7 separate regions of the Mus musculus genome follow, and regions 2, 3, 4, 5, 6 and 7 are each linked to region 1. Evidence: chromatin contacts called from public HiChIP or PLAC-seq, Micro-C and promoter capture Hi-C data. All regions are on one chromosome and are shown on one strand. Each heading gives the region's core, a stretch centred on a gene start, on an enhancer-like site or on the middle of the called end of the contact. The rest is flanking DNA. Distances are from core to core; before and after follow the strand shown. Region 1 holds the start of Tfdp2 (transcription factor Dp 2). Region 2 holds the start of Slc25a36 (solute carrier family 25, member 36). Region 3 holds the start of Pxylp1 (2-phosphoxylose phosphatase 1). Region 4 holds the start of Paqr9 (progestin and adipoQ receptor family member IX). Region 5 has its middle 35 kb from the start of C430002N11Rik. Region 6 holds the start of C430002N11Rik (RIKEN cDNA C430002N11 gene). Region 7 holds the start of Zbtb38 (zinc finger and BTB domain containing 38).

Region 1 (2,536 bases), core at 15-2,514:
AACCTAAATATTTACATTGCAATTCATAACAGTAGCAAAATTACAGTTATGAAGTAGCAACAAAATGCTTTTATGGTTGGGGTCAGGTCACAGCATTAGGAAGGTTGAGAACTGCTGGCCTAGAGGAGGCAGGATAAGGGGTTGGAGCCCCTTGAGATGAAAGGAGGAAAGACAGAAGTCGCCAAAGGCTCAAAGGTACTTTCAACGAATGCTATGGAAAAAGAATGCAAAGTAAACATTTTGCTAGGCCAGGCTACAAGCCTGGTAACGATTTCAGCCGAAAAGGTGAAACAACATGGGGTCCAGAGTCTCCTCCAGCATCCAGGGTTACGTTATGCATTTAGTAGAAGTGAGCTTTGTTTCAAGTGCATTCCGGAGATTAGCCCTTTTCTCTCTCCCAACACCCTCCCCGTCCTCGCATAGGCAGATGTGGCTCACAGATGAACAAACTGAGCCCACACAAAGCACCGGAACACGGGCGAGTGAGTGTCCACGCACTTCACTGTGCCACCTCTCGGCGGAGCCCACAGTCACTTTCCCGCTGCTCTGTGCACAGCAACCAGGGCCTTGTGCAGAATTCCTCCCAGAACTTGGGCCGAGAAAGTAACCTCTACTTGAAAGGAAAAGTTCTCTTGGGGGAACCTGGGGGTCTTCCAGGTAGGGAGAGCTTTGGAACTCTGCAAAAGCACCCCGCAGAAACAGACTGGAGGATGGTGGATCACGAAGGGAGGAGGGAAAGTCAGAAGATCTGAGTGAGAAGCCCAAGTCAGCCCTTGCCCTTCCTGATCCCGGGTGATGGCGAGCCCGCGGGCTCCGGAGCCTCATCAGGTATTCCAGGGTTGCTTGGCCCCGCTGCAGAGAAATCCTGAGGACAAGCTGAGACTCCCGGGACAGGGCAGGGGAGAGCCGGCCGGCGGGGGGCCACGCCCGGTCCAAAGGCCCCTGGCGCGCAGGCCCGCGCCCTTTCCGGGACCTTACCGCAGCTTGGTGCAGAGGGGCCGCCGCCGGTCCACACAGCCCTCGGCCCACTCCCGGGGAGACGCTTCTTCGCGAGCCGCCGCTCCTCAGGCAGAGCCAGGTCCGCTCGGAGCAAGCTCCCGGCCGCGCAGCCGCGGTCTTCGCGCGCGTCGGAAGCCTGCAGTGCAGGAAGGGTCAAGGCGCGCCCCGCGTGCCAGGCAGCGACGGCCGCACAGCCCAGCGCGCCCGACGCCGTCCGCCCTCAGCGACACGGCCGCGGCGGCGCCGCTTCCCCCGCGCTCGCTTTGGCGGCGGAGCAGCACGGTGAGCGCCGATTGGCCCTCGGCTGGCATGACGCGCGCCGACGCTCTCCACGGATTGGCCGGGCCGCAGTGCGTGTAGGGAGTAAACAAAACCCGCCCCCAGGCTCGCCCCCAGGGCCAGAGGCGGAGGTGGGCGGCGGGCTTGCGGGAGCCTGCCCTGGTCTTTTGACCTCCAAAGCCACTCTCCGCTAGGGGCCGCCCTGAGGCTCTGCCTGCCGCTGGACCCCTGCCACCTAGAGGGCAGCCAGGCTCGCCCTTCCCCCTCCACCACATCAGCCCCTCTCCTCACCTCCACCCACCACCTCGCTTCTCTCAGCTCTAAAGTATGGTTCTCTTTTCCATCCCATCTCTCGGAAAGAAACCGGAACTAGGTCCTTACATCTGGACCATAGACCTCTGATGGGCCACTGCTCCAGGAACACTCGGAAGGCAGAGGGATAAGTGACCCTGAGGCCACACGTGGACCACTGTGGAGGTTGGTCATGCTTCAATTCCTGGGAAAGTGTAGCAATAAATTAAGGCCAGATGCCTTAATTTCGAAGTTGAACCGAAAAAGTTGGAGGCACACACTCTCAAATACCCAGTCATTTATTAAGAAATTCAGGTTGGCTTAGTGGCTCATGTCTTTAACCCCAGCACTCCTGAGGCAGACACTAGCATATCTCTTTAAGTCTAAGGCCAGCCTAGTCAACACAGTGAGTTCTGAGCCAGCCAGGGCTAGACACTTTGACCCTGCCCCCACCCCTCCAAAAAAAGGTGTTTCCCCCTTTCAAGTGCATGGATCCTGTATGAACTGTAGCTAATGTGGACGTTTGGAAGTAAGATAAGAAAATCCGACTTTAAAATACTTTGATCTTTTTCATTTTAATTTCCTCATAGCTCTATGAGCCAAATACTATTTATGATGCTAGGGCTGTGTGTACAAAAGAGACAAAAATTCTTGGCATAATTGAGCTTATGTTCCAGTGAGGTAGGAAAGATGCTTCTTAAAGTTCTTTAAAAAAAAATTCAGTGGTGTGATAAGGGAAACAACTCTGAGAGGGGGCTATTGATGTAAATACCAGCCCCAGAGTGTCAGCTCATGGTCTGGGTGGCAGAGTCGGGAGTTTAGACCAACTGAGTCTACATGAGATCCTTTCTCAAAAACATTAGATAGATAGATAGATAGATAGATAGATAGATAGATAGATAACAGTGAGATCCTTTCTCAAAAAATGATGATGTACATAGGTAGAAACTAAGGCAAGCAGACAGAA
Region 2 (2,536 bases), core at 23-2,522, 910 kb before region 1:
TGAAATGCTTTAAGTAATTTACACACTCAGTCCTTTACAGTGGCATGGACATTTGCAGTCTGTACGTTTTGTAGGAATTTAGTTGCCGGACAACACGGAGAGAGCTAAAGCAGTTAGAATTTTGTCAAGTTGTGCCCGTAAGTGGCTCTGGAAAATTTCATGTGGGCTGGAAAGGGTGATGGGGCCCCTGCAAATGGAAGGGCAGTTTTATGGGGGAGGGGGATGAAGAGAAAGAAATAATGAGATATATTTCTGTTCCTTCTGTGTGATTAGCATATTGATATCTATTTATTTTATTTTGACGATTCATCTGTACCTTGCAAATAAGCAGTTAACAAAAAATTGAAATAATGGCCATTTTCTAGAGAAAGAAAACTTTCCCTAGTCCAACATATACATGTAAGAAATGTGTTGATTAGTAAAATAAGTAGCTGGTTTATTCCTGTAGTAAACCTTCACATTTTAATCTACTTGCCTTTTATTGAACACTTTTCCCTCATGTGACTCTACCTTAGACCTGTCAGGAATTCTCCGTCAGCATTCCATCTCAGGAATGTTCCACAGAGTGTGGACCGCCTTTAATCCCTTCACTTGGGAGTCTAAGGCTTGCACAGGTCTCTGAGTTGGAGGGCAAGCCCCAGAGAGCAGCCAGGGTTGGTCTCAAAGTGAGATTTTGCATCTCTTTCCTGACCAAAAAACAAAAAACAAACAAAAAAAAAAAACCAAAAAAACCCGATTTATCTCGCCACTCCACAACAGATCCCAATTTAACGCTTATGTTTAATGATCATGTTTAATGCCGTGCTGTTTGTGAGAGTGCAAGCGAGTATATTCGCACAAGTGATTTCCAAGGCAAACACGGGGAAACAGAAAGGCTCAGTTCTAAACCCAAAAACTTGCTGTGGCCCTGGGCCGCTAGGGTTTTATCCTAGATCGTCAAGAGCCGGCCAGCGCAGGTTAAGTGGCGAGGGCTGAGCGACCTGCTGATCAGCGCATCGGATGAGAGTGCGAGCCGACCCACTACGCACCAGCAAGCATTCCCGTCCTGCCCCACGGCCCTTCATTGAAGAGCCCCCTGGGCGATCACGTGAAAGAGGCGTGCGAACCTCGTGACGTCACGCGGCCTAAGCCAATAGGAGCTTCTGTTTATGTAGGGACCTCCGACTCCTCACGACTCTCACTGCGCAGTCCGACGGAGCTCGCTGGAGCAGGAACCCCGTGGGGTGGGTTCGCGGGTGGCCTTCCGCAGCGGCGGCTCCGCCCACTCCCTTGCGTCCCCCTTCTTGGCCCTCGCCGCTGGCCGTGGCGGCCTGCTGGGTCCGCGTCCCGCCTCTACTCCCGGAGGACATGCAGAAGAGAGAATGAGCCAGAGGGACACGCTGGTGCATCTGTTTGCCGGGGGGTAAGGTCGCTGGGGCGCGCGGGCTGGAGGCCACGGGCCTGCGAAGGCCACGCCGAGCCTGGGCGGGGGCAGGGCGTGAGTCGCGGCCTAGCTCGTCCGGTACTGCGCGACAGCGGAGGCACACGGACCCGGACCTCGCGGAGGAGGCTCGGCCATGGCGACAAAATGGGAGCAGGCTCGGCCTCCCCGTCCCGCACGACTGGGCCTCACGTTGCCCACGTTCGCGGGCGACCTTGTTTCCGGCCGCCGCTGCGCCTTTGCTGCTGGCCGGCGTCGTAGCCGGCGGGGAAGGCGTTGCAGTGCTCGCCCGCGGTGCGCAGAGGTTATTTCCAGCTTCGGAAAATTTTCTCTCCCTTGCCTGCCCCGGTTTGCGGGAGATGGTGCAAAAGTGGCAGTGACTTTGAAATCAATCAATCTCTCTTTCTTTTCTTTTCTTTTCTTTTCTTTTCTTTTCTTTTCTTTTCTTTTCTTTTCTTGAGATGGGAAGGCAACCCCCTCCCCCCCCCCCCCGACCCTTCAGCACTGCCTGCTTTGGAGAAGGGGTATGGATGGTTTGAGAGAAGGCGACTACTAAATGAAATCATTATATATGTGTACAGGATTAGTGTGGAGCCCGAAGTCTGGTTTGCTGATCCCCCAGCTACAGCCATTTTGCTGAGCCAAGTTTGTTCCTCCATTCGATATGTTCCTTCCCAGTTATTTAGAGAAATAATAGAGCAACGTTAAGACTTTTACCTGCAAGACTATAAAGTTGTCACAAAAAATCGCTATGGTGAATTAACTTTTTAACCTATATAACAGAATAAAGTAGTATTTTAAAGTTTGGTGGTTTGATTCTTGGATCAGCCACTTTAAGGGATACATACATATATGTATGCATTCTTTGCATGGTTGTTTGCTTTGAGTTAATGTGTGGAGATTCTGTTGCCAATATGACAGTACTTTACATTGTTGTCACACATTTCATTCAACATTTATGATTCACCAATTTTGAACGGTCCACTATTCTGCCATTAAAGCAACTACTAATTTTATGAGGAGCAGTTTGCCTTTTGTGTTTCTAAAATGCTTCCTGCCAGTAAAGGGCTAATTTAATTTCTGCAGTACCTGTACTTGGCACCTGCTAGTCAAGTT
Region 3 (2,536 bases), core at 15-2,514, 690 kb before region 1:
GTGGATGGAGTTGTCTGTCATCTGCAGCCTGTGTGACTTGTGAAGGAGTGGAACTTGGAATTAGAGCAGAACTGTCAAGAGTCCGTGGCGAGAAGGAAGAGTCTGTGTTGGATAGGATGCCTGGACTGTGGTGGTCCTTGAGGGCCAGCCCAAGTAGGAATTTAACGGGGAGTGAGATTTCATGCTCACGTATTGGAGAAAGCTGTCGCTAGTACTGAAGGGATAAGCAGGCTGAAGGTGGTGTTGAGCCTGGGTAATTGGGTGAGAGGGATAGTAACTAGTGTCCTCAGGCAAGTGCCAGCTGGCCATCAAGGCATTGAACAGAGAAGGCATTCCAGATGGCTGGACCATGGGGGTAAATGGAATGCAGGCTAGGGAAGTAGAATCTAGCTGATTTGAGGGGAGAAATTGGAGGTAAAAATATGGATAAAATATAAAGTGTTTTGATTTAGTCACTATCGAATGAGTTAGGGAAAATCAAGTGATGCGCTACCCTCAAAACCGCACCTCTTTTGCAGTTGAGAGAGGCACAAGGGTGTCACTGTAGTCCCAGAACTGACAACAAAGGCAATCTCACAATTGTGGTTGGTGAGATCCTTTTTTACAGCATTTGAAACAACAACAACAAAAGACCCACAAACACAGCTTTATAGAACGAGTGCTGCGCGGGTCTTTGGCTGGCAGCCCTGGGGTCATGCAGAAACGCCCCCGTGACACAGCCACGACCTCTCAAGGGTGGATGCCTGCAGGCCTTTAGGGACAAAACTACTGCCAGGTCTAGAGTAGACACAGGCCGGATGTGGCCCGCGCCGGAAGAGAAGCGCGGGACAGGCGCTTGGGTGGAGGTGGCACGGTGGCTAGGATATGCCAGTTTTGAGTCCACGAGGCACCGCAGGACCCACATCCGCAGCTAGATCCGCGGCGCGGAGTTAGGCACGCAGTCACAAAGCACCCTAGCCAAGGCTGGGACGGGTCCAGGGCAGTGTCCTGGGGCCATGGCACCCTCCCGGGTCCTAAGTCCGGCATAGGGAGGAGCATAGGCCCTGTGCGCTCCGAGTGCGCGCGCTTTCCCGGACCCGGACGGCGCGACCGGAGCCTGTCTGGATGACTGTTTGGACACTCCAGGCCATGTGTGCCTCCAAGGCCCGGGATGCGGGTCGCCGCAGCCTGCTGGTCCCGCACGGCCGCCTGCGGGGCGGAGCTCCAGGGCGCCCTGAGCGCGTCGGGCCGGGCAGGGACCCGGCGGTCCCGGTAGGGGGCGCTGCGGAACCCCGAGTTTGGCGGCCTGCGCGCGCCACCGCCGCCTGCACTCCCGCCAGGAGGAGCTGGCTGCGGGTGGAGATCCCTACGCACAGCGACGGAGGCCGGGACCGTAGGCGGTGAGTGTGGTGCGCGCCGGGTCCCAGCGGTTGTGAGGCTTCTCGCAAGGCGGGCTTGTGTCTAGGGTCTTGGGGGGCGACCCCGGAGAGGTGTCCGCGATGCCAAGATCCGGAGGCAGGGGCGGGCTTCCAAGCAGCGGGTGTGAGCCCTGCCACCAAGCTCTTTCCCTTATCTACGCGCTCCCCAGTTGCCACCTCTCCCCATACCCTCCCCGCGTTGGAGAGGGGTCCCTGCCCTCCGATCCGTCTCCCCTTTCTCAGCCCTGCACCCTAGAAGCCTGCCCGCACACCCCCTTTTCTCCCTCAAGCCCTCCCACGCCTACCTCCTCCTGGTTGCCTGCCGCTCGCCTCTCCCTCCCAGCTCTGCTCCTACGGTCCCCGCCGCCACCCCAGCGGGGTCCCATTCTGCCTAGGCGCTCCTGCTGAACGACTCAGCGGGAATCTGAGCTCCGGGGTCCCCCTTCTCCCGGCTGTCCCATAGCTGCAGTGTCCAGGTAAAAAGGGGCTGCAACTTCAGGGCCTGCCCCGGGGGTGGGGCTGGTGCTTCGCCAGCTACCTGCTGCCTGCGGCGCAGGAACCCTGGGCCCAGCCCAGGGCCACTTCACGCGTGCAGGTTATGCTTGCTCAGTGTTCTGTTTAGGACAGTGTGGTTACTTCTTTGCTTGCTTTTGCTTGGTGAACTTGGATAGGTTGCGATTTCTTAAAAAGAAGCCGGCTTTGCTACCCACAAATATGGAGCAGGTTTTCTTTGCTGCTGTGACTGGCTGTCAGTAGTACCTGTGGATCGGGGAAGATTTAGCTATGCTGGGGAAATGGAGCCACATCCCCACTCTCTCACCACAGCTCTGGGAACGTAACTGTCCCCTCTAGGGTGGGCCCGTGTCTTTGTGGAAAGGCAAGGATGCTTCCTAAACATTCAACAGGTAAAAACCAGTTAGGAATCTGGATCAGATCTGGTGTGGATAGGGAAATGTGGGATGAGTGAGTGATCAAGGAGGGGCTCTGGGAGAGTTCCATGGCTTAGGGACATTTGTTGCTCTTTGCGGCAAGTCCCAGGCTGGACCCTGACTATGGACTAGACAGTGATGAGCCCAGCCTACCCTCTGGAACTGTCGGTCGGGCTTGGCACCAGCCCCCTCCTCAGAGGTGTTGGTGCC
Region 4 (2,536 bases), core at 17-2,516, 640 kb after region 1:
ATGTGGAAGAGCTGATGGCTGTGGCCAATGATGTCGAAGAGACCCGGCTGGATGCGCTCAGGGATCTTGCTCACGTTGAAGAAGGCGGCCACCACCAGCCAGAAGTAGCGGCGGTAGAAGTGCACGAAGAGTGTGGGGTTCTCGCCTCGCAGGTCGAAGAGCCAGCTCTCTAGCATAATGGGGCAGGCCATGCTGAGCGGCATGACGAAGACGAAGGTGCGCAGGGCGAACGGGTAGGAGCACCAGTCGGTGCGGCTCTTACAGCAAGCCACGGTGCAGGCCACAGCCAGCACGAAGGCCACGGGCAGCACGAGCGCGCGGTAGACCGCGATGAGGCGGGTGCAGTCCACGTGCCAGCCCAGGCGCTGCTGCACATACGGCGTCATGACCCTGGCGTCCAGCAGGCTCAGGCTGGGCAGCAGGTAGTAGTAGTAGGCCACGGTGCTGCCGAAGCCATAGTAGCTGATGGAAGCGTAGTCCAGGTAGAAGAAGGCGGCGCGCAGGCGCAGCGACAGGCAGCTGAACACGTGCGCCGTGCAGCTCATGGCGAAGGTCAGCAGCACCCCCGACGCATAGCACCACAGCGGCAGCAGCCAGGGGTGGTGGAAGGGCACATCGCTGCCGCCCAGGAAGAAGAGGCGGCAGAACTTACTGAGGAACAGCAGCAGCGGGATGAAGTGCGTCCAGAAGTTGAGCGTCTCATTGGTGGGCTTCAGCACCGAGGCCAGGCACTCTTGCGCGGTGCACGGCAGCCGCCGGTAGCCGGACAGGATGAAGCACTCCACGAAGTCATCGGGCACCTCGTCCCAGCGCAGCAGCGGCTTGGTCGTGGCCGCCGGCGGGCTCCGGGGGGCGGAGGCGGAGGCGGGATGCGAGCGCCGGGAGGTCGAGGCCGGCGGTCCCTTCACGCCGGCGCCCCGCTGCTGCAGGCGCCGCGGCATGGTGCCCCGGGCTTAGCTAGGGCGCGCGCGAGGCCACCGCGGGCGCCGGGCGCCGTCGGAGCCTTTGTGCGCGCGCGCGCGCGCGGGACCGCGGCCGCAGGTTGGCTACGCGGCCTCGGCTTGGAAGCGGGCTGCTCCGGGGGCTCGGCGCACCGGGCGGGAGGCTGCTGCTGCGCGCGCGGCTTGCCGGCGGCGTCCTCGCCACGCTCGGGTCTCTCAGCCCGCGGCCGGCCGCGCTGCGGTGGCGGCGGTGGCGCGGCTGACTGCGGCGGTGGTGGCGGTGGTGGCGGCGGCGGCGGCGCGGCGGTGACTGGGCATCGTGCGCGCGGGGCGGGCGGCGGGAGGCGGGATGTGCGCGAGGCGCTGGCGGGGGAGGGCGGCGCCGCGCAGGGCGGGGGCCCCCGGGGTTAGGGTGTCTGCGCCGCGGCGGGGGGATGGAGGTGTCCCCTGTCTTGCGTCTCCTACCATCCCCCCCTTCTCGGGCTGCGACCGCTCGGGCCGCCGCGTTAATGATTGATGCGGGGCCGGAGGCTGGCCAGAGACGCGGCCGCCGGCGCCCAGGGCGAGAGGGTGGGCAAGGGTGGGCGAGGGGGTTCGAAGTGCGACAGCCACGCCGGCGTTCTAGAGGACACTGGGGACCCGAGTTCGTGGGGGGCGGGGAGCCGGGCTGGGCGGAGGGATGCTCTAACTGTAACCTGCGGAGGTGTCAGGGAGGGCACTGCGGTACCCGCTTAGAGACGGTGTCCGAATCCGAGCTTGGCGGTTGTCAGACAGCTGGTGCTGCCTGCCTCTCTGTTCTGCTGTCTGTCATCCGTGTGTGAGTGTGTGTGTGCCCCCCTCTGTGTGTGTGTGTGAGTGTTGCCCTCCTACTCAATCCACGTCAAGTCCTAGTTTATTTCCTTACTCTAGCGGACCTATTCAGGTGCGTCACTATCCTCCTCCTCTCTCTCTTTGTGGTGTCTAAAGGGACCTAAAGGGACAATTCCCAAGCTGGTCTTCAGCTCAACTCACCAACTCGGAAGCCCCAGCTTACTCCTCTGTGGCTTCTTTAACTAGGAATCCGATGAAGAGCTCAGGAGCGCTCGACAACGGATTTTCAGGAACAGTTTCAGATGATGGTTTGGGGATTCAGAACGCCTCTAAGGAGCCGGGGAATGTATTAAAAAGGGTTTCCCAAGCAGAGCTGTGCAGGAGCCTCGGGAGGAAGCAGATGAGGGAAGACTATAGGCGTCTTCTAGAACAAACCAGAAAAGAGAGTTGAGAGGGTTCCTAGAGGCTTAGCATCGATGGTTTAGAGAAACCTATGCATAATTAACCTTAGAAGTACCTGGCAGGTCTAGTATGAGTTTCTTCAGGCAAGGGGCCCGAAGAAAAGGAGACTTGAAGAGTTCAGAGGTTTGTGATGAGCAGCGGTGTGAAAAATATCATAACCTAGACTTCCAAGATGGGGGTCTCCCAGTGACGTCTCAAATGTTCACCGTGTTCCATCTTTCAGTGATACTCCGGGTGTGGCTTCATCTGACCGGAGTCTTCACCTTGGTATAACAAAGATATACATACAGTTTTGAGGTGTTAGGCACTTGATGTCTTACAGC
Region 5 (2,536 bases), core at 19-2,518, 600 kb before region 1:
CCATGTGATTGCCTACTTGCCTGTGACTGACCCCCACGCTGGCTTCCACCGTGGGACTGCCTGCCTGAGTTGACTGCCACGCTGGCGTAACTTCTTACCCCATTGTCTTCATTTTTCTCCAGATAGGCAGCTGCCAGAGTTATGCCTGCCTGCCTGGGACTTTTTCTTTTCAAACTCTAATAAATTACCCTCAAGCTTCCCTTTCCGGGACTCAAATAGTATGTAAACGCAAAGAGTGTTTTATTCTGCGGAAGTCCAGCATGCTGGGGTCTCCCATTACCAGACAGACAACCAAGTGAGCTCCCAGGCTCGATTTAAAGCACACTGAAATTCCAGGACAAATGAGCTTTATCTTGCTATATCTGATGTGTTTATAAGAAGATAAAGAGAGAAGGGGTATGCTCTGTGGGGGTGTGGTGAGGTATGGGGGAGGGGGACATCTCAGCAGGCATCCCTTCCCCATGAGGGACCAGCCACATGACAGTATAGTATAGAATAGAGTTTATTCAGAGTATGAGGAGGGGAGTTAAGAGGGTAGTAGAGGCAGAGAGAGAGAGAGAGAGAGAGAGAGAGAGAGAGAGAGAGAGAGAAGAGAGAAGAGAGAAGAGAGAAAGAAGAGAAGCCAGTCATGAGCACATGGAGAGAGGGGGAAGGGAATGGTGAAGAGAAGGGGAAAAGGGTGAGGGGACCTAGAGGGAGCAAGAAGGGAAGAGAACAAGAGAGAGATAGAGAGATAGAGAGAGAGGAGAGAGAGAGAGAAAGAGAGAGAGAGAGAGAGAGAGAGAGAGAGAGAGAGAGAGAGAGAGAGAGAGAGGCAAGCAGCCCCTCTTATAGTGGGTCAGACCTACCTGGCTGTTGCCAGGTAACTGTGGGGTGGAGCTTAGACAGGATGCTAACAATATCTCTAGGCATTTGCTGAGGAATTCTGGGGTAGGTGAGCTTTCTCTTTAACTCTAGGCATTCCAGAACCATTATGGGGCGTGAAGGCTGGAGCCTGGGGTTTTTCTATTAGTAATTGACTTGCCTGGGCTTGCCTGAACTTGCCCAGTTCTTAGGCCTTGTCTCCTTAACTGTCACTTTGAAGTCTGTCATGGAACCAGCCCAGCCTTCTCAGGGCCATTCCTAACTTCTTCTAATAAAGAGACCAAGACTCCCGAGAGGGGACACAAATCTCATGGCTATCATATGGTGGCTTCCTCAAGACATTCCAGCAACACTCCCAACCCCACCCTCACCCACAACCCCTGCCACCTGTTAGTCACTAATTTGCAAAGAAAATCAATCCGTTCCTCACCTCTAGATGGCATCAAATGCATACACTGAAAATCTCGTGTTGTGCCAATGACCCCAAAAGCCCATATTTTAACATAAGAACCCCTTTCTTGTGCAGCAGTGAACGACTGAATTCTCCTTTGGTCAGACCTGCCTCCTCCCATGGAGGTGTATCTTAAACCTCTGCTGCTACATTGTGTGTCTCTGCTCAAGCTCTTGTTCAAGACCATGAAAGCCCTTTTGTGGTGGTGTGTTTTATAAAAAATAAAGAGAGAAGGAATATGTTTGGTGGAAGTGCAGTCAGGCGTGGGGGAAGGGGGTGCCTCAGTGGAACCATGCCACTCTATAGTATAGAACAGAGTTTATTCAGGGTATGGGGGAGGGGAGCTGAGAAAAAGGCTAGTGTCAGAGAAAGGCAGAGAGAGAGAGAGAGAGAGAGAGAGAGAGAGAGAGAGAGAGAGAGAGAGAGAAGAGGAATAGAGTCCAGTTATGAGCACGGGAAGAGAGAGGGGAGAGGGTGGAGAGGGACAGGAGAGTAAGAAGGTGAGGAGGGGGCAAGCAACCCCCTTTATAGTGAGTCAGGCACACCTGACTGTTGCCAGGCAACCATGGGGCAGAGCCTATACTAAATGCCAACATTCCCCCATTTTGGTTTAATTAAGGAAAAAATAGAAATAGGCAATGGTGGAACAGGAATAGGATCGTAGTGATCTTTAGCTATTTCCTACTGACTTTGGGGCGACATGTCTCTAGGAAACAGGAGTATGGGTATGGACTATTGGTCCAGTCTTAGGAGAGTTGGCTGTTTCCTTGCTGTCGAGGGTCTGTGGAGCCATCTGTGGATAGATAGGAAGGAGCAGCTCCAGTCGACGCATCTGTGTCTGTCAGAGTAGATTAGAGCTAAATGCCAACAAGGGGTGCCTCCTGAACCCTGACATCAACATTAGTAGAATTCTTCCACAAGACAAGGATTAGGTGTGGATGAGGTAGGCACGGATTTCTGGGGACTAATGTGCTGGCTAGTTTTTATGTTAACTTGACACAAGCTAGAGTCATCTGAAAAAGCAGGTACCTCAATTGAGAAAATGCCCCCATAGGACCCAGCTGTAGGGACATTTCTTAATTAGTGATTGATGGGGGAAAGGCCCAGCTCATTTTAGATGGTTCCATCCTTGGGATGGTGATCCTGGGTTCTATCAGAGAGTAAGCTAAGCAAGCTGTGACGAGCAAGCCGGTAAGTATGCATTAGGTTACAAAAAAAAAA
Region 6 (2,536 bases), core at 13-2,512, 570 kb before region 1:
AAAGAAAGAAAGAAAGAAAGAAAGAAAGAAAGAAAGAAAGAAAGAGAAAGAAAGAAAGGTAGATAGATAGATAGATAGATAGATAGATAGATAGATAGATAGATAGATAGATAGATAGATAGATAATAGAGAGAGAGGGAGGAGGACATGGAAGAAGGAAACTTTTGCTCTCATTTGCTCCTCCACTAGCTTTCGAGCCTACACTTTGGTATTTTGGCATATACTTAAGACCATCTGAAATATCCAACTTTGTGGACTGAACATCTACTGAACTCTTGGACTTGATGCTGGTAGACAGTCATTGTTAGACTAGATGAACCACAGACTATAATCAGTAGAAGCCACATTCATTCTATTAGTTCTGTTTCTCTAGAGAACCCTGGCCAATACAGAGGGGTTGCCATTTCATTCAGAGACCCATTGGAGTAAGAGAGGAATCTCTTGGTTATCTGGGGATACACACACACACACACACACACACACACACACACACACACACCACCCCACTCCTCTTGGAGATACATGAACAAATATCTGAGTTAAGGTATGTGTAGATTATGGGGGGAAAAACCACAGTTGATAACTGGAACTCTCAAAACCAAACTCTATAAAATGGATAAGTGAGAGTCAGCCTGTGTTTAGGTGAATGTATCTAGAATAAAGGGTAAATGGGAGGGCTTCAAGGTCAAAAGAAAATGCATTAAAAAGTGAGAATGACAAGAACAGTCCTTAAAAAGGGTTTTGCCTAGACTGGCAGAGGAAGAGCAATGGAGAGGTGTCAGGGAAGATGGGTACACATGGGTAAGAAGAGCTGAGGAGGAACTTAAAGCCAAACGGATTCCAGGCATGACATGAAACAGGGGGAAGATCAGGGAATAAACAAAAGGGAATGTCTTTACCTCGAAGGTCTGCAGGAACAAAGTAGATGAAGCCTGCATTCTTTAGGTGGAAGAATAGCCACACCAAACAGGCTCACTCGCTGCTACACTCATTAAAATAATACCCCTTCCCCCCTCCCCCCCCCATAGCCCTAGTTTTCTTTCTGTTTCTGTGAGAAACACTATGCTCTAAAGCAACTTTAAGAGGAAATGGTATACTTCAGCTCACCGGTTACAGTTAAGAGGAAATGGTATACTTCAGCTCACCGGTTACAGTCCATCACTGAGAAAAGCCAGATCAGGAGCTCAAGGCAGAAGCCTGGAGGCAGGAGCTGAAGCAGAGGCTGTTGGGGAGTGTTGCTTACTGGCTTGTGTTCTGGGCTGTTCAGCTCCTATCTTATACAGTTCATGCTCACCCGCCCAGTGTTGGCACCGCCCACAGCGGACCAAGCCCTCCTACACCAATTAGCAATCAAGGAGAAATGCTCTGCAGACTTGGCCACAGACTACTCTGATGGAGGCAATTCCCCAGTTGAGGTTCCCTCCTCCCGTGTGTCAGGTTAACAACTGAAGCTAACTGTGACATACTCAGGCCAATGAACTCAGATGTCAAACATGCAGAGATATATAATCTGACTGTAAAACAGAAGGGGACATAACACCCCCAAACCTGAACTGCCTTCAGTCTCACTAATGGCTTTCATTAAAAAAAAAAAAAAAAGAAAAGAAATAAATAAAATGTAAAAATCTGACCTCTTGTCTTAGACCATTTGTGCTGCTCTAACAGAATTTCGCAGACATGCCAACTTATTTAGAAATGTGATTCTCACAGTTCTGATGGCTGTAGAGTCTAAGATCAAGGTACTGACTGGTTAGGGCTATTTTTTGGATAGTTTTTTTGTTTCCAAGATGGTAGCGTGAACCCTGAATTTCTTTAGAGTGTGGAGACCTCTGTATCTCCGTGTGGCAGAAGACAGGGGAGCAAGAGAGCTAATTCCCTTTCTCATGTTCTCTCCTAACAGCACTGATCCATTCACGAAGGCTGTGCCCTCATTACTCAAACACCTTCCAAAGGCCTCACTTCCCAACACTGCTGCATAGGGGATTAAGATTCCAACTATGAACTATAAACCTTGAAGGACACACTCACACCAGAGCACCTTGAGAAGTAGCATCGTATGGCCCATGGTGAAAGGGTCCCCTAATGCGACACACAGCAAGGCTTCCTTCAGATAGGCCAGAGTCCTTCCCCCAATTCCCTGGCTTCCCAAGGATGCTTAGATCTCTCTTCCTGCCTCCATCACTCGCTTCTCAATTTCCCTTTCCTTACTCTCCTTTTTCCTTTCCATCCAAGTCAACCTTTGGCCTCCAACCCAATTCTCAACCTCTCTGTTTTCAGGGGATGCTAAACCCTTTGCCATGGGGTTGACCTCCACCCTGTTCCAGTTTGCATCTCTATCTCGGCCAAATCAGAGAACTTCCTCCAACCCACAGACTCTGGAAGGTACAGAAAGATAAGGAGTTCTAGAAATGTCTTACTAAAATGACCATCTGTCTTGTTACTAACCAAATGCGAAAGTTGACACGGTAAGAAATCTACAAAAAAAAAAAAAAGTCACCTCCCCGAACAACCAGTATCAGTTTCCCCAAAAGACGAG
Region 7 (2,536 bases), core at 27-2,526, 520 kb before region 1:
ACCAAAGCTGAAGGTCAGAGAAGTGGCCGTACATAGCAACAAACCTAGGCTGTCAACACAGGCCTGCTGAATCCAGAAGGCCAACCAACCTTGCCCGCTACCTCCCACCGGTCCCAGGGAATCAGCCACAGCCATACAGCTTACAGACTTCCCAGTCTTTGTGCACCAGTTTTCCCGAATTTTAAAATCATCTTCAGAGTTTCTAAAAGCCTCAATGGAAACACAAACAGGCAATTAGACCACGAGTTTCTTCAGTTTTGTTTTTTAAGGCTGGTATCTACCATTGCCAACAAGTTAGATCAGGTCTTGTGGAAGTTCTCATTGGCAGTTATGTAGACAAAAACATTCAAGCTCCCTTTTTTTTTAAGGGGAAGATGAATCATTACTTAATACATGCAGTTTAGTGGAGTTAATCTGTGAACACTGGCCTATGGAGCGAGAGAATAAAAGGGTGTTTGGCATCGAGAAGGTCGGGAACTGCTCGTTACATGTGTATGCACGTTGCCCAACCTGTCAGCCTTCACAACTCTGCATTTTTTTAAGTGACACCATTCTTCCTGCATCGTTTATGGGGCTTTACTTTGCATATAGTATTAAAAATCTACTCAGCTCACCAAAATGATCATATTCTTAATGTTTGGTCAAGGAACTGGGGTGCATAAATGGCAAGTACTGTATTCCAGGAAAATACCCTTTTTCAAAACCTTAAGGTTTTGCCAGGGAGCGAGTCGTTTTCCAAAGGACACACACACACACACACACACACACACACACACACAAAATCAAAAACTAAAAACAAACAAAAAATACTAAAGACTCAATGCTGGATGGTTCAAAACAAACACCTGCACTTAGGTGTGCGTGGGGCAGTAGGTGCCACACTGCGAATCTGTGTGGGAAGGATGTCAGCGGGCAGTCGGTGGCTTTTATTTTTTTCATTGCATGAAACAGTTCTTATACCATGGTGGGAAATAATCCAGGCGTCCCCTGACAGCCATGAGAAAGCACAGGTGACACCCTGTTCTCAGAATTTGGTGCGGGTTAAAACTGCATAGGGTGCCCGGGGCCTGCTCGGTGGCTGCGCAGCATCTGTGCGAGCCTGGCTCTGCCGCAGTGGCGCCGGGGGGTGCGGGAGCCTCGCGGCCTGCAGCGTCCCGGAAGCCCTGCGCGTCGGCGCCCGAGGTCGAGCGACCGTCCGGCCTGCACTGCACCAGGGGCAGACCGGGGCGTCCGGGCCCAGCCGCCGGCGTCCATTTTCTGGGCGGCGCTGCGGCCGGACTCGCAGGTCCGGAAGCGCCATGGACCCCGCGGGAAGCGCGCGGGCGGCGGAGCGGAGCCCCGTAAGTGCGCGGGGTCCGCGCGACTCCGGGGCGTGGAGGTGGGGAGGCGGGAGCCGGTGGGCAGCGCTCGCGCCGGGCTGCAGCGGACGCGGAGCGGAGCGGAGCCTACGGAGCAGCCAGCGTCCGCAGGTGCCCGCGTCCCGCCCCACCAGGCTCGGCTGCAGGGGGGCAGCGGGGAGTGACGCGCACCTGGGGCTCGGGACTGTCGCGCCTCCCCTCCGGTGAAGCGCAAACCCGGGCTGCTTCCTGACCCTACCCGTTCGCGATGAGATCCTAGTGCGACACCAAGCCCCTGGAATTGAACCGGATGTTCAAAGGCAGGGCCCTGCCTCCAGGGGTTGCAGCCTTGGCCTCCTGCTCCTGCTTGCTGCAGCCGTCTGTCCGTTGGGACAATTCAACAGTCAGCCTTTAGACACCTCTTTGCAGGTTAGCTGATAAATAACCTGAGATTTTAATCTGTCTGCGCTTCCACTTTATAACTCCTGCTTTGCGGTGGGTAAGTGCCTGGTTCCCATTCTGGATATTGGGCCTGATTGGAAAACCCTTGTAATGATCGGTTCTAAATGATAACCGTTTATGTTGCGTATGCATATTTGAAAGGTTAAAGGGCATTCACCTAATTGGGAAGCTCAAGTGCTTGCTCTGGTTCGCGTGGCTGGAAAGACTCGTTTTGTTGTGGTTTCAGAGAAACTTATAGCGTCTTACAGTAGCTAAGATCAAAGAGCAGAGTTTGTGTTTTGTGACAGGGTCTGGTTAAGGAGCCTAGAATGGTTAATAGGTTAGCCCAAGCTGGTTTCGAACTTGCCACTTGCAGCGGTTGACTGACTGCTAGGATGATAGGCCTTCTACCAGTGTTTTTCCAGGACCAAACACGCATTAGAATTCCTTTGATGGGTCATTGCTGAAAATTTTGAAAAGATTAGAATATATAGTGCGAAAAGACTAGAAAAAGTAACCGTTGCACACAGTACAGATAAGCATAGTTTAATGAAGCCTTTGGCTTATATAACATCATTTGTAATAAAATGGGTCACTGTCAAAAAAGCCTTTAAGACTCCAATTTAGCGTTCTGTGGTGGGGATTTTGCACCCAAATCAGACTGGGTTTGTGCTGATGTTAACCTGGGTTTGAATCCCGACACTCACCCAGGGTGACCTCCAGAAACAGGTTCACGGCACTGTTTGCAGCTGTAAAAT

Evidence for each region. Promoter capture Hi-C pulls out the DNA fragments that hold promoters and counts their contacts. A called contact is a pair of places that touch in the nucleus more often than the background predicts. HiChIP or PLAC-seq counts read pairs in DNA pulled down with a chosen protein or histone mark. Capture Hi-C pulls out chosen DNA fragments and counts their contacts.
Region 2: a contact with region 1 is called in a FOXA1 HiChIP or PLAC-seq map of pancreatic cancer cells. The contact joins the promoter of Slc25a36 here to the promoter of Tfdp2 in region 1.
Region 3: a contact with region 1 is called in a Micro-C map of embryonic stem cells, with 3 times the contacts expected there. The contact joins the promoter of Pxylp1 here to the promoter of Tfdp2 in region 1. A contact is called at or near these places in 2 of 39 promoter capture datasets (the C10 cell line and pre-B cells), 1 of 15 datasets of contacts at CTCF or cohesin (the NIH/3T3 cell line), 1 of 484 Hi-C or Micro-C datasets (embryonic stem cells), 3 of 115 datasets of contacts at active chromatin or transcription factors (the SCID.adh cell line, large pre-B cells and memory CD8 T cells) and 1 of 9 other capture datasets (liver).
Region 4: a promoter capture Hi-C map of erythroid cells shows a contact between it and region 1, with 25 times the contacts expected there. The contact joins the promoter of Paqr9 here to the promoter of Tfdp2 in region 1. A contact is called at or near these places in 1 of 39 promoter capture datasets (erythroid cells) and 1 of 115 datasets of contacts at active chromatin or transcription factors (astrocytes).
Region 5: a contact with region 1 is called in an H3K27ac HiChIP or PLAC-seq map of T-cell acute lymphoblastic leukemia, with 6 times the contacts expected there. The contact joins the enhancer-like site here to the promoter of Tfdp2 in region 1. A contact is called at or near these places in 8 of 39 promoter capture datasets (the 3T3-L1 cell line, the HPC-7 cell line, cranial neural crest and 3 more) and 5 of 115 datasets of contacts at active chromatin or transcription factors (T-cell acute lymphoblastic leukemia, bone marrow-derived macrophages, embryonic stem cells and 2 more).
Region 6: a contact with region 1 is called in a promoter capture Hi-C map of pre-B cells, with 4 times the contacts expected there. The contact joins the promoter of C430002N11Rik here to the promoter of Tfdp2 in region 1. A contact is called at or near these places in 2 of 39 promoter capture datasets (cranial neural crest and pre-B cells) and 1 of 115 datasets of contacts at active chromatin or transcription factors (pancreatic cancer cells).
Region 7: a contact with region 1 is called in a promoter capture Hi-C map of adipose tissue. The contact joins the promoter of Zbtb38 here to the promoter of Tfdp2 in region 1. A contact is called at or near these places in 7 of 39 promoter capture datasets (the 3T3-L1 cell line, the C10 cell line, hippocampal neurons and 3 more), 1 of 115 datasets of contacts at active chromatin or transcription factors (embryonic forebrain) and 3 of 9 other capture datasets (adipose tissue, liver and macrophages).

What each region holds. Positions count from the first base shown.
Region 1 is chr9:96,195,003-96,197,538 of GRCm38.p6, reverse strand. It overlaps Tfdp2 (transcription factor Dp 2), which reads right to left and starts at 1,264. Exons shown (of 13, transcript NM_001184706.1): 1 at 979-1,264.
Region 2 is chr9:97,109,777-97,112,312 of GRCm38.p6, reverse strand. It overlaps Slc25a36 (solute carrier family 25, member 36), which reads left to right and starts at 1,272. Exons shown (of 7, transcript NM_138756.4): 1 at 1,272-1,402. The coding sequence starts at 1,362.
Region 3 is chr9:96,888,202-96,890,737 of GRCm38.p6, reverse strand. Pxylp1 (2-phosphoxylose phosphatase 1) reads left to right here and starts at 1,264. Exons shown (of 6, transcript NM_001289647.1): 1 at 1,264-1,379.
Region 4 is chr9:95,558,364-95,560,899 of GRCm38.p6, reverse strand. It overlaps Paqr9 (progestin and adipoQ receptor family member IX), which reads right to left and starts at 1,266. Exons shown (of 1, transcript NM_198414.3): 1 at 1-1,266. The coding sequence starts at 941.
Region 5 is chr9:96,799,068-96,801,603 of GRCm38.p6, reverse strand. No RefSeq gene overlaps it. Among named protein-coding and RNA genes, the nearest start is that of C430002N11Rik, 35 kb to the right of the region's middle. Within about 2 kb of position 1,268, at least 61 of the 459 cell types and tissues checked have an H3K27ac peak or open chromatin away from gene starts, as enhancers often do. A contact at or near this core is called in the HPC-7 cell line, T-cell acute lymphoblastic leukemia, bone marrow-derived macrophages and 2 more, where this site is marked.
Region 6 is chr9:96,764,288-96,766,823 of GRCm38.p6, reverse strand. C430002N11Rik (RIKEN cDNA C430002N11 gene) reads right to left here and starts at 1,262. Exons shown (of 5, transcript NR_102296.1): 1 at 1,146-1,262.
Region 7 is chr9:96,718,590-96,721,125 of GRCm38.p6, reverse strand. It overlaps Zbtb38 (zinc finger and BTB domain containing 38), which reads left to right and starts at 1,276. Exons shown (of 3, transcript NM_001359959.1): 1 at 1,276-1,340.